3 separate regions of the Ovis aries genome follow, and regions 2 and 3 are each linked to region 1. The links are chromatin contacts, called in public Hi-C maps. All regions are on one chromosome and are shown on one strand. Each heading gives the region's core, a stretch centred on a gene start, on an enhancer-like site or on the middle of the called end of the contact. The rest is flanking DNA. Distances are from core to core; before and after follow the strand shown. Region 1 overlaps LOC132659276 (a long non-coding RNA gene). Region 2 overlaps GNG12 (G protein subunit gamma 12). Region 3 holds the start of GADD45A (growth arrest and DNA damage inducible alpha).

Region 1 (4,271 bases), core at 807-3,306:
AGGCCAGGGCTGCAACCAGCATGGAGGTGGTAGGGCTTCCAGCCCCACACAGGACCACAGGTTATGGTTCCCGGAGAGGTCTTATCGCAGGGTGAGGGCTGTGGTAGCCAGGGGCATATTTGTACAGTGCAAAGATACTAATCATTTTGATCCCAGCCAAGCCTTTGTTATTTCAAAGTTGATCTTGGGATCAAGCTCTGGGTTCAAATGTTCCAGTCTATTTCAGTAGCAAAAAGTCTTCCCCGCCTCCCAAACCTCTCTTTTTCTAACTGTGTATTTCTTGAGGCTGAAGAAATTAGAGATGTGAATGATTGTTACCTGCAGATGGTTCTCTCTGCAATCTGCCCACAAACGTGTCAGCACCATCCCTAATAGAGGGTCCTTGTGCCTTTGAGACCCATAGAGATTCATGGGTGATTTAGAAATAATAATAAATACCGATGTGCAGAAAAGATTTCTTACTACTATAAAGCATTTCTGTGGTCCTCATTGGGGTCACAAAGAGCCGGACATGACTGAGTGACTAAACTGAACACCTTATAGGGAGGTGTGTCAGTGGCGAGAGTTTTATAATTGACAGACTAGGGCTCAAATTTTAGCCTTGCTGTGTGACCTTGGGTAGATTGCTTAGCCTCCCTGAGCTTCCATTTTCTCAGGTGTAAAACTGAGATACAAGTGCCATCCTCAAAGTGTTGTTTTGGGAGAATTAAGAAGGACAGTAAGTGCTAAACTGAATGCCCAACATGTGGTAAAAGTACAATCCTGGTTGGCAGGATTATGGTTATTCTCACCATAGCTTTGTGAGGTGGGTCAGACCTGCTTTACAGGACTTAGAGCTCAAGGACACAGAGTGATCCACATGAGTGTCTCAGCCCATGGGGGCTCAAACTCTGGTTCTCCAGGCACCTAGCCTAGAGCCCTTTCCTCATTCCACATATAGGATGCATTCTCTTCTCTCTGCCAAAGTTGCAGACACTCAGCTGAAGCTCAGACTGCAGGGCTGGAGAAGGAGCCGGAGCAGAGGAAGCCACATCAGGGAGTGGATGTTCCACCAGTTAGACATGAGCTGGATGCCCGGAGCTCAGGAGCCTAAGGACCTAAACAGTGTTCGCAGCAGGGAGGCCCAGAGGGGTGTGTGAGGCTGAGGGCTTGGCAGTAAAGGACAGGCAGCCTAGCAAGCAGCCGGTGCAGGATGACTTGGGTAGCCATGCAGTGACTCAAGAGGCCAGAGGCTCGAGACAAGGACAAATATGAACTCAGAAACGGACAGAAATAGAGGGAGGAAAACTTGATGAGTGGCTCCAAGATCATGTTAATTCAGGATGGCACCTGGCTTCTGGGGTGTGACAAGTGAAAATCTCTGTCTGTGGTAGAGTCAGTTAAGATGGTCCTTTAGGGGCTTCCCTGATGCCTCAAGTGGTAAAGAATCCATCTGCCAATGCAGAAGACGGGGGTTCGATCCCTGGTCCAGGAAGATGCTCACATGCTGCGGAGCCACTAAGCCATGTGCCACAACAGTCGAGCCTATGCTCTAGAGCCTGGGCACCACAACTACTGAGCCCACGTGCCACCAGCACTGAAGTGCACGGGCCCTAGAGTCTGCGCTCTGCAACGAGAGAAGCCACTGCAATGAGAGGCCCACGCACTGCGACAAAAAGTAGCCCCCACTCGCCACAACCAGAGAAAAGCCTGCAAGCCATGAAGCCCCAGCGCAGCCATGAAGACCCAGCACAGCCAAAAAATATATAAATTATTTTTAAAAAAGATGCTCCTTTAGGATTCCTTCTTATGACAAAGAAAGAAAGTGTCTTTCCTTTCTTTGGCAAAACAAGCAATATTTCACAAATAGATTCCTCTAAGTCTGCAGTCAAGCAAGATTAGCTAGGAGAAGTCTGATTTGCTATGATTTGGTATGAGGTGCTCCGGATATCCATGTGGTGTCCACGTGGTGTCCACGTGTCCGTGCAGTACAAATAACCAGAATCTCTTTCAGCTTGTTTTCCAGAGAACCTGGAGTCATGTAATCTTAGCCTGGAAGGTCATCCAGCTCACATTTCCCTCCAGCAGATGAAGCTTCCCTTTCAAAGTGGTCTGAACACCTCTGGTGACAGGGAGCCAACTACTCCCCACCCAAAGTCAGCCCTTTACATATATGGACAGCTCTGAATTTTAGAAAAATGTTTCCTATTATATTCTTTAATGGCCAGTGACAGAAAAGCAAAACTGAACCTGTCATTAGCAAAAAATAAATTAACAAATAAATAAGGAATCCTCCGTGCAGTAAGCCTCTGATGTGCCACCCAGACAAAGGACTTTTAGCACCAGCTTCTGGACAGCTGCCAGCAGGCAAGCTTTAACTGGCAACCCCTTCAGGGACTGCTTCCCTGGAACTGTCTTCTTGGGACAACCCACAGCCAATGACTAATCGATTCCGGGGCACAGATGTCTGGGTCATCGCCACCTAGGTCTCACCCTGGGCTTGGCCGAAGCTGTCGTCAGAACTGCATTTGACTTGAGTCCCCGCCTCTGCTCCCTTCCTCAAAACATTCATCCCTAGGACACTCCTTAATGAACACCCTATACCCTAAGCTCTGCCTCAGAGTTCGCCTTCCAGGGAACAAAAGTGTGGCCTGCTGGCCCTCCTAACTGGCAGGTCTAGAGGACATCAGGCACGGCTAGCCCCAGGGGCCCTGGAGGAGTGAGCCAGGGCTTCCTGTCACCCCTTCTCTTGGTTGTGTGTGGCTTTGTCGCGACCTCACTTTTAGACACATCTGTGCAGCCTCACATCCAGTGGGGGGAGAAGCTTTTCCTCAGCAACTCCCTAGAAGTTCAAAATGTACTTCTCATTGAACGGATCTGGGTCACAAGCTGACTCTTGGATCAGTCACTGTGGGCAGGGAAGAGGGGGTAGGCTGATTCTCTTAGGCCAGAATCATACAATCACCTGGATGAAGGGATGGAGTCATCCGCCAACACATGAGGGCCAAGAGAAGGGGAGGGACGGTTCCATGAACAAGACGTGGGTTCTGTGACAAGAAGAAAGGAAGAAGACACCACACAGGCCAACGCCACACAGATCTACCACAATTGCCCCGTGCAAGAGTCCCGCCCACAGAGTCACACAGCCTCCTCCACAGGGACAGCCTGCGCATCTCCCCCCACAGCCTGACTGCCCCTCCACGCATCTCCCATCTTCTCTGGCATGGGTTGGTCCTGAACCCTCTCACCCCTCAGGGCATTTTCTTCTAAAAACCATCTCTTTTGTCTTTGGTTTCAAAGTGTGCTGCCCAGAACGAAATACTCTTGCTCTTAGAAGTATATCAGATAATCACTTCTCTCCTTTGGGACATTATACTTCTGTTAATGAAGTCCAGAAGCAAAAGAATGAGCTTGTCTTGGTGGACATAAAAATTTGCCTTCTAACAAGAAATATGGTTCTATTTGCCTGACACCTTGAGTTGCTTTCCCAAGTTCCAGTGTGGTCACATATCTTCTCATTCCACAGTTGTGTAGTTAAATTTTTGAATAATATGGCACATAATATGACAATTATATATATGTGTGTATGTGTGTATACATATATATATATATAGAGAGAGAGAGAGAGAGATTGGATATAGGAACTCATCCTGCTTTGACTTGGTATATTTTATATGACTCTCATGCATATGAAATTATATGCGTGAGAAAGATTACTGGACAAGAATCCTGGGTTCGAGCCCTGAGCACCAATACTTACAAGCTGTATGACCTTTGCTGATCACTTCATTACTCAGTCTACACTTAATCATACAGATATGAGTTTAAAATATCTATCTTGCATAAGTCATATATATCAAAATCAATTATCACATATGCTTTCAAAACTATATGTATATGCGTATATACAGTATAATGTGTTTTTTTATTATAAAATGTTTTTCTTTCTTTTAAGAAATGTTACAGTATAAAATGCTTCCTTACCATAGGTCACAGTTTAAAAATTTGAAGAAAAACATTCCTTCCTGGCCTATACCTGTCTTATTCACCATTGCATACACACACACAAACTGAAAGAAAGTTTCATGAACCAAAACCCCCTTTTGTTACCTATGAATAAAGAACAAATAATAAAGTTAAATAGCAAAAATAATTGTATTACTATTCAAATACAATTTAGAAACCTAATCCCCAAATAAATAATACAAAACTGCCAAAGGCTGCTCTAGCCCCATTACATTGATATCATAGCTCATTAGTAATCACAACCCAGACAAGGAGGAGGTGATTCC
Region 2 (4,271 bases), core at 649-3,148, 220 kb before region 1:
TTTATTATCTTCCTGTCCCATTGGACTATGAAGATAGACTTGTCCTCTTTGCTTATTGTCCTGTCCCCACTATCTGGCACAGTGATGAGCACACAGTAGGTGTCCAACCTGCATTTGTTGAATAATTGAAGGAAGCATCTTGCTGAAGATAGGATTTAGGCAGTCTGAATCAGAACCATGTCCTGATTCTAGGGTGCAGGCGCCTTTCCCTTTAACTTGAGGCAACCTGCTTCATTTTTCTGGGCTTCATTTCTCTGCGCACCTTGGATTTGATCATCAGGTACCCCCTGTTGTGAGAATGGGTGTCGTCTGCGGGCTTTTCACAAAGACCTGTGGTTGTGTGCTTGAAGGGCCACTAGGTGGCGGGGTTGGCCAAATAGCAGACAAAGGGGGAAGGAAAAAAATCGGATTGATTGCCCTACCAAGAGAACAGTAGGAGTGATCTGATACCCTTATACTCTTGGATGAGGTGGGAGGCTTGCCTTGAGAAGGAGGCAGGGATCCCAGGGTTTGTGTGCATGGACTTAGGAGCCAAGTGTGGGTTAGCTCTGCTCCTACCAACTAGACATCCTGAAACTTCCCTGGGGCCCTTGTTTCAGTGATGTCATGCATATAACATGCTCAGCACTTCTCCAGGGTGGGGAGGTGCTCTGCAAGGTTAGTAGCGATGAGTCTAGTTTTGATACCACTTTTGTGTTCCCTGCCAAGCCAAGTAGATGGGCTTGAGAAGCCTTTGCAGGAGAAGTCTGTGCCTTGCTCCCTGTTTCACAAAGCCAGAATTTAAAATATTCCCTTAAATGGAAAAGTGGATGGCATGTCAGTATCAAGTTAAAGGGAAGCCTAAAATATTTGGAGGGACATCAGGACTCCTGAGAGAGTCCCTGTGGTGCTTACTCAGCACAAAGCACAGTGTTTTGTGCATAAGTGGAACTCAGAGGGGAAGGGGATGATGGGGGATAGTGACAAAACGCCCTTTGCTCAAGTTGTTCAAAGAAAGAATTTGTTTCCTGGACTTTTATTCAGATCTGAGTGTCTTATTTTTAAAATAGTTTGGGGAGAATCTCCTAGGAATAACAGTGACTAGCATTTGTTACATAACTTACTATGTGCAAAGTATTGTGCTAAACACCATACATTTCATTATTCTATTTAATCCTTATAGCAACCCTATGAGGCTGGTTGGGTTATCATGCCCATTTTACTGATAAGGAAATTGAGGTGCAAAGACGATAATAATAATAGCAAACAGATATTGCCTACTTACTAGAGATCAAAAGTTACTCTAAGTGCTTTAAGTACCATACTTACAATCCTCCTCTAAGTCAGAGGCTATTATTACCTTCATTTTACAGAGAAGGCAACAGGTACAGAGAGGTTATATAACCTTGCCAAGGTCACATAGGGAGTGAATGGAAGTCAGAATACAAACCCCAACCCACGGATTCCAAAGTTGTTGGTTTGTTTACCATTGCACTATGCTGCCTCCCACAGTACATTGTATGCAGTAAGAGCTTGATAAGTGTTTGCTGAGTTGAACTATTCCACTCAGACTATAATTAGCCAACACAGAGAAGACTCCTTAAGGAAGAACTATACCGGTCTTCACACTCCCACCCAAAAACCACATTGGCCTCCATTATGGGGTATATATGCCGCTCCATGTGCTGAATTTTGCTCCTGACTTTTTGTCAGTAATAGGATATTCTTCCATTGGAACAGTCAGGAAAAGTCTGTCATCGTGACAAATGTTTCCAGGAAACTCTTCCGCAGGGAGCATCTCAGAGAACTTTATCTGCTTCACACTTTTCTGGCAAGCGTTTCTTGGGCTTGTTTGTTCTGCTGAGTGGTGTCCAGCCACATATTAGCTTCAAAAGGCCAGAGGGTTGCAGGGTGTCAAGCCAGCCCTGCACACCAAGCCGTCAGTGTGTGCTTAGGGCACCCAAGCGGGCCTGCTGCCCTGTCATGACACCTGGCTGGTGCTGGGGGATGTGAGCAGCAGAGGGGGCCTGCTGCCTCCGTTGCTGAGCTGGCCGCTGAGACCAGGCAGTCTTTTTTACTGTCATGGTGCCAGTGAGGTCTGAGAAAGGAAAGGACCTGGGTCTCTTCAGTCATGCTCTGGGTATAATAATTCAGTCCCAAGGGTTCGGCTGCTTGTTTTTTTATGTGTGTGTCACTGAAATAGGAAGCCCAAAAGAAGTTAGACTAAAACCTCCTCCTCTGACCTGTGACTCTGAGCACGGAGACTTGTTTCTGGAAGCCTCCGTCTGCTGCCGCTTCTCTGTACGTGAACTGTGCCGTCTTGCATCTTCTCAGAACTTCTCGGCATCTCTGAGGGCAGCGGTGGGAGGTGAACTGTAGGCCTCAGGTTCAATCTTTTCAAGGAAAGCAATGCTTCTGTCTCTGAATATTTCTCCCTTAAAACAGATTTTTTTTTTTTTCCATTGTAACAAAAATTATGCATGTCACAGGAGACAGAGAGTTTGGAACTGTTGAATGGGAGGTGACAGTCCACAGAGCAAGGTCCCCAAGCAGGCAGAGGCGGAAGTTTGAGAGCACAGGTAGAAAGGCTCCCATTTGTCATTGCTCCCTTGTCTCCACCACCTGTCACCTTCTGGCCATGTTGGTCCTTCGCTCACCTTTCCAAGGTGCAGTTGGAAGTGGGTGGATGTCTGCTGTGTCATTAACAGAGCTACCGGACACGCGTGAGGCAGGGGAAGTGGAAGTGAGGCCAGAGGCGATGCTGGGCTCCTGTGGGTGTTTTCCTCTCTCCTGTCTGGGGCAGCACTTCCTGCCTGTTCTCACGTAGGAACATCGTATCAGGGTAGGGAGAAAGATGCCCACAGCTCCAGACTCTGGACAGTCAGGCCCTGCTCGGCCACCTGGGGCTGGGGCACACCTGAACCTTAACCCAGGGGTGCTGCTTGAGAGGCTCTGAGCTACAGGATCATCACCCTCAAAGTCATCATCAGATTATCCCTATGCTCATTATCCACGACTCTTAATTTACCAAACCCTTTTGCTGCCAGAAGTTGGAAATTCAAGGCAGGTGTTTGATTTTTAGAGATTCTGAGGTCCAGCCCTTTCGTGGGACCTTCAAAAAAAACTGAGGGTCAAAGAGGCTTGAGCTGGGTCACCTTGTTGGGACCAGAACCATCGTTGTGCACACGAAACTGTGGGATCAGTGTGAATGAGGAGGCATGACATCACACACACATGCATGTGTGCACACGTTTACATCAGTACATACACATATACACACCAGGTCCAACAGGGCTCCCCTTCTTCTTTTAAAGTATCAGATTTTCATATCTCATTCTTATACAGTGTTTTACAACCGAATGGAAATTTTAAGCCACATGGGTATACCATGTTGTTGCCTCCAGCTCAAACCCATTCCCCATCCTGAACTCAAAAGATGAGAGGCCTGGTGTTCAGAGCCATTATTCTTTGAGCAAAGACCACAGCACCCCGAGATCTTAGGGAACCTGATGTCATTTACCGTCAGCCTGTGTCTAGTCTGAGACGCCCCTGTTATTCCACAGTGAATTATTGTAGTAGCCTCCCAACTGGTCTTGAGTCCAGCCTCACCTTTCGTACCAAATAATGTAGCCAGAATGGGCTTCTTATAAACTACAAACCCTTCATGCTACTCCCCCTTCCTTCTCTCTTTGTGCCCCTTTGATTAACTAGCTCCTCTGCTGCATCCAGGTGCATTAATGCTCCTCTGGGGCACCTTCCTGACTCAGCACATCTGGTCTGGGCATCCCTATCATGCCCTCTCCATTGGCTCTCCTAACCCTGGCCACGCAGTTTGGAAGTTGTTTTTCTCCCTGCACCCTGCACATGCAAAGCACCTTCAGATGGCGGGTCTGTTTGGTTAGTGTTTGTGGCCCCAGAGCAGGCACAAACAGCAAGAGCATTCAGTACACATTTGGCACCTTCACGTCTGCTGTGTGAAATTTAGTTTTTGCTTCATTCTCCAGTGTCTGGCTCTGCTGCTTGTTCTATTTAAATGCCGTAACATCTTGGTGGTATCAGGGCTCTCATATAAACAAACAACAACTTACCACTAGTGATGTCCCAGTACTAGGCTATATTTAGTACAATTTGTTTATAATTACTGCTCATCGTTATGACCCTAGGACACTATAAAACTCTTAAGTGCCCTTGACTCATCAGAGGCAAATTAAATTATTCACTTAGCAAACATTTTTGAGCATCTACTTGGTACTAAGCATCTTCTCGGCACTATAAGGTGTATAAGGATGGGT
Region 3 (4,271 bases), core at 1,289-3,788, 140 kb before region 1:
GGAACCCACTGATCCATGTAGCGACTTTCCCGGCAAAAACAAATAAGTTGACTTAAGGCAGGATCCTTCCACTGTGATGAATGCGGATTCTGGGAACAAATTTAGAGAAAACAAAATTACTATTTTTTAAAAAATCAGACTTTGCTACTAATTACAATACTTCTGAGGGGAAGACGCTTGAACATTCTATACTTTGGCAGTGTTACAGACCACTTAAAACCATTAAAAAATTTTTTCCAGGTAGTTGGGTTTCCTGCAAAATCATTAAGGGTAATTCTCTACAAAGCTATACTCTGCAAAGTCTGAACACATGCAACTAACTGAGTCATATATATGTTTTCATATTTATTCAGTTTTTACCTGAGAGTATTATTCATAGGCTTGTCCTACCAAACTTGTACCTTGGTGGACACCTGAGAAATACTTCAGTGCTGGGCTACCAGGAGTTTAGAGCTGCAGAGCAGTTAACTAAAACTGCCACCTGTTATCCTCCCAAAAGAGAGAGTAGTATTTTTCAGGAGTAGCAAAATAATGAGGCTGCCACTTAAGGAGATCAAACTGTTCCAAAATGTAAAACACAAAACAATCACATTTATCTCTGTAAATACAAGTTATCTACCTTTCAAAGGTTTTTAAGGGGGCATGGGGGCATTTAAAAAACTTCAAGACCACAAAGAAAAAATTTCCACTCTATCCTCTTAATGTATTTCTAGGGAATTAATGAGGTCTGTCTCCTACACCATTTCTATTTTTAGCTCTGACTGGCAGAGAATGAAGCTGACTCCTTAATGAGGGTGAGCCAGGAATTTATTTGGCTTTATCTAATCTGCCCTGCTAAAGGAATTAGTCACGGGAGGTAGTGCAGATGTAGGTAGGGAGTAGCTGGACTGACAATGCTGAGTCACAAGGATCTCTTCCGCTTCTGGCAGCCTCCAACGTGCTTAGACACGTTCTGTCCCAGAGAAAATCCCCATGATGAAACTAGCACATCTCGGCTGAAAGTCCAGCCACACGCTTTAATGGGGCAAAGGCTCCCGTCTCTTAACCCTCGCCCATTTCAGATCTGGAGTCAGGCGACTCTCAGCACTCACGAACTTCCTGCCAGGACTCTAACCTCGAGCTGCCCGCAAGTCCCCTTCTCCCTTACCGTCACCAGCACGCAGTGCAGGTCCGGGGGCTGCTCTGCGCCCTCGCTGGCTGCGGGGCCCGCATCGGTCTCCAGGAGCAAGAGTTCGGCCAGCCGGCCCGGGTTGCTGACACGCAGGATGTCGATATCATTCTCGCAGCAGAATGCCTGGATCAGGGTGAAGTGGATCTGCAGAGCCACGTCCCTGTCGTCGTCCTCGTCCGCCGCCAGCAGGCACAGCACCACGTTATCCGGGTCGCTGCGGGCAGGGAACGAACGGGCTGGTGAGCCCAAAGGCAAGCCCCGCCGCGTGGCAGCCTGCACCCCCCGCCCAGGTGTCAGGGGTCGCGCCCGGGTCCGCTCACTCCCCCTGGGACAAGTAGCCACGGGACAGATGGCACGCGGCAGGAAGTGGCGCTGCAGGGCGAGGGGAGACCAGTGAAAGCGACCTTCTCTGGCTAGGGCGAACAGGAGAACCAAGAGGGTCACGCGAGGGCTCCACTTACACGTTGAGCAGCTTGGCCGCCTCGTACACCCCGACGGTGATGGTGCGCTGACTCAGGGCTTTGCTGAGCACTTCCTCGAGGGCATCCCCCACCTTATCCATCCTACACGCGGGAAGAAGCAAGGGGATCCCGTCACACTAAGCCCCTCCGGGTAGTCGCCGCCTCCTCGCCCTGCACCGCGACCCTCCCAACCGAGGGCACGCGCAATAGCGCCCCTCGACCTTTTGCAAACCAGGACTCCCTGGGATATCATCCCCTTCCCCCCATAACCCTTACGCCCAGAGGCCCGGCATCCTGTGAGCAGCCCCGAGAGTGACATCCGCCACCCTTTCCCTAGTGCTCTACTAGTCCTTGGCGCTGGGTGCAGCCACAGGCTGTCGGCCGCAAGAGCTGCACGGGCAGGGACGGTCACGTCTGCCGTTTGCAAAGCCTCGAGGGGCTCGACCGGCGTGCGGGGTACGCTCTTCCCGTCCACGCGCGCCTCCGGAGTGTTCCAGAGGAAGAAAGGCGGGATAGGAGGTACCCGCTGCAAACTTTGAACCACTCGCTCCCCATTAACCTTGCATAGCCCAGCAGCACCGGAGTGCGCGCAGGAGGCAAGCAGAGTTCTGGCAGAGGCTCTGGCCGACTTACCTTTCGGTCTTTTGCTCTCCAGCCGAGAATTCCTCCAAAGTCATATTGCAACTGCAGGTCGCCCACAGAGAGAGAGCGGCGTGCGAGCTGCTCCTGCCACCGGCGGCGCGCGGGCGCCTGCTTTCCACACTCCCCTGCAGGCTCCTCCAGCGCCCGCCACCACCGCGCCGTCCGCCCCTCCCGCCCCGCTCGCTCGCTTGCTCGTTAGTCGGCTCTCAGCAGCCCACTCGCCGCTAACCACGACACTAACTCCACAGCTGCCCCACAGCCACTGAAGGACAAAGGCCCCGCTCCCAGGAGTTATCCTGCCAACCCCCAGCCAACCACCATCCTCTTCATTTGCATACGCGCAGCCATTGGGCTATGCAAATCAGCCTGTTCAGACAATTTGACCTCAGCTCCAGGAACCAGGCGGAGAGGAGCGGAAGAGGGAGGGGCCAGGAGGAAAAAGAGCCTAGGGGGCGCGGGCGGGCGGGGTTCCGAGCCTACTCTCACCCGGTAGGCGGGGCGGGTAGGAGCGGAGATCTTCGTAGGGGGGCGGGGAAAGGAGGGTGTCTTCAGCTTGGGCTGGAGCTGGCTGCCAAGTGTTTTTCTTGCTGGTGCGCTTTTTTTTTTTTAATTGTCGTTTCAAGTCTTTTGTTTTGGGGGGCTGCTATTAACATCTATTTTCAGGGTTAATGCACCCAAGTCTAGTAATTATTAGTACGCAGGTTATATAAAAAGAGTGTATCCAGACTTCTGGGGCAAAGTTTACCTCAGAAGTGTTGTTTATGTAAGTCTAAGCAAAGCTGCTTATTAGTAGTAGTATTATTTCGGTGCCCTGATGGCTGGTTTGATTTATTTTTGGAAACTTGCAAGGGTTGGAAGCTCAAAAAAGAAAAATCAACACATTTGTGTTTGGTGGTGGCAGGAAACCAAGTTGGAATCTTTTATGCAGAAAGCAGAAAGACTTCCCACCTGCCCAGGGTAACTGTGGAAAACTGAGTTCAGGAGGAGCTGGTTACTACATGTATAACCATTTTATCCTAGCCTCACAACCCCAATTCACCTTTCTCAGCCTTTCCCAAAGGAGGATCCTTCTGCAGGGCACCAGCTAAGAGACAAAAGTCTGACACCCACACAAGGCACACATCTAAACTCAAAATGCTCTGGATATGCCCTCAGCTTCCTTTCATAAGGCAAGTATGTCACTACCTTCCACAGGGGGCCTATGATCTCACTGTGAATTATTGATGTTAGTTGCTGAATCATGAAGTTGCCGCTATAGGTCCTTTTAGTCATAGGCTAAAATTTCACCTTTGAGATAATGGCAATCTGTGGGTGGAAAGAAAGTAGTAGTTCTACATTTTTGAAAAACAAAATTGAATGTAGAGTTTGAATCGGTTGAAAGTTCTTTGTATCATGAGTTTATGCAATAAATGCAAAAATATGTGTTAAACCTACTGAAGTCACCAAAAGTGGTAAAAAAAGAAAAAAAAATACTCCCATATGCTTGCTTTCAAAACAATGCTTGCATTTTTAAGGTCACTGTACAGACAAAGGTCACAGAAGTAATTTTCTGCTAAGTTACAAGGGAGTTTTTGTACCCGTATGTTCATATCATTCTAGACAAAATATTCTTCAGCTTTCTTGATCTTAATTTAGAGGAAAAGAAAAGTGATAGGTCAGGTTTTCTGGCTCATTTATTTGAGCTGCCATTTTGCACTTCATCTCTTAACTGCATTGTCAGCAAGGGACAAGTTTTGACTAAAGGAATGGTGCTGGTCTGTGGGTCATTTACCCAGAAATGTATGTTTCATATCCATACCTTAAATTCTAACATGTAGCGTCTTTTAAAGAATTCCTTTAAATTGGAATTTAGGTAGGTGCTGAAGCATTTTCAGTTTTGCAAACAAAACCTGAATTATGCAATCTGGCCTGAGTCATCATTTGGAGACTGTTGAACTCTGTTCTGTGGAACTCCAAGGTTCTACTCACTAGGTATTTCTTAGAGGTTCCTTGGAAGA

What was found. A called contact is a pair of places that touch in the nucleus more often than the background predicts.
Region 2: a contact with region 1 is called in a Hi-C map of liver, with 8 times the contacts expected there. The contact joins two enhancer-like sites. A contact is called at or near these places in 14 of 16 Hi-C or Micro-C datasets (blood, hypothalamus, liver and 6 more).
Region 3: a Hi-C map of liver shows a contact between it and region 1, with 3 times the contacts expected there. The contact joins the promoter of GADD45A here to the enhancer-like site in region 1. A contact is called at or near these places in 5 of 16 Hi-C or Micro-C datasets (liver, muscle, skin fibroblasts and 1 more).

Annotation. Positions count from the first base shown.
Region 1 is chr1:43,183,451-43,187,721 of ARS-UI_Ramb_v3.0, reverse strand. The region is part of intron 3 of LOC132659276 (a long non-coding RNA gene); the gene reads left to right. Among named protein-coding and RNA genes, the nearest start is that of SERBP1, 110 kb to the right of the region's middle. Within about 2 kb of position 2,056, at least 3 of the 54 cell types and tissues checked have an H3K27ac peak or open chromatin away from gene starts, as enhancers often do. A contact at or near this core is called in liver, where this site is marked.
Region 2 is chr1:43,402,533-43,406,803 of ARS-UI_Ramb_v3.0, reverse strand. All of the region lies in intron 2 of GNG12 (G protein subunit gamma 12), which reads left to right. Among named protein-coding and RNA genes, the nearest start is that of GNG12, 76 kb to the left of the region's middle. Within about 2 kb of position 1,898, at least 3 of the 54 cell types and tissues checked have an H3K27ac peak or open chromatin away from gene starts, as enhancers often do. A contact at or near this core is called in liver, where this site is marked.
Region 3 is chr1:43,323,118-43,327,388 of ARS-UI_Ramb_v3.0, reverse strand. GADD45A (growth arrest and DNA damage inducible alpha) reads right to left here and starts at 2,538. Exons shown (of 4, transcript XM_004002064.4): 1 at 2,266-2,538; 2 at 1,633-1,734; 3 at 1,148-1,385; 4 at 1-89. The coding sequence starts at 2,309. The region is part of intron 3 of LOC132659276 (a long non-coding RNA gene); the gene reads left to right.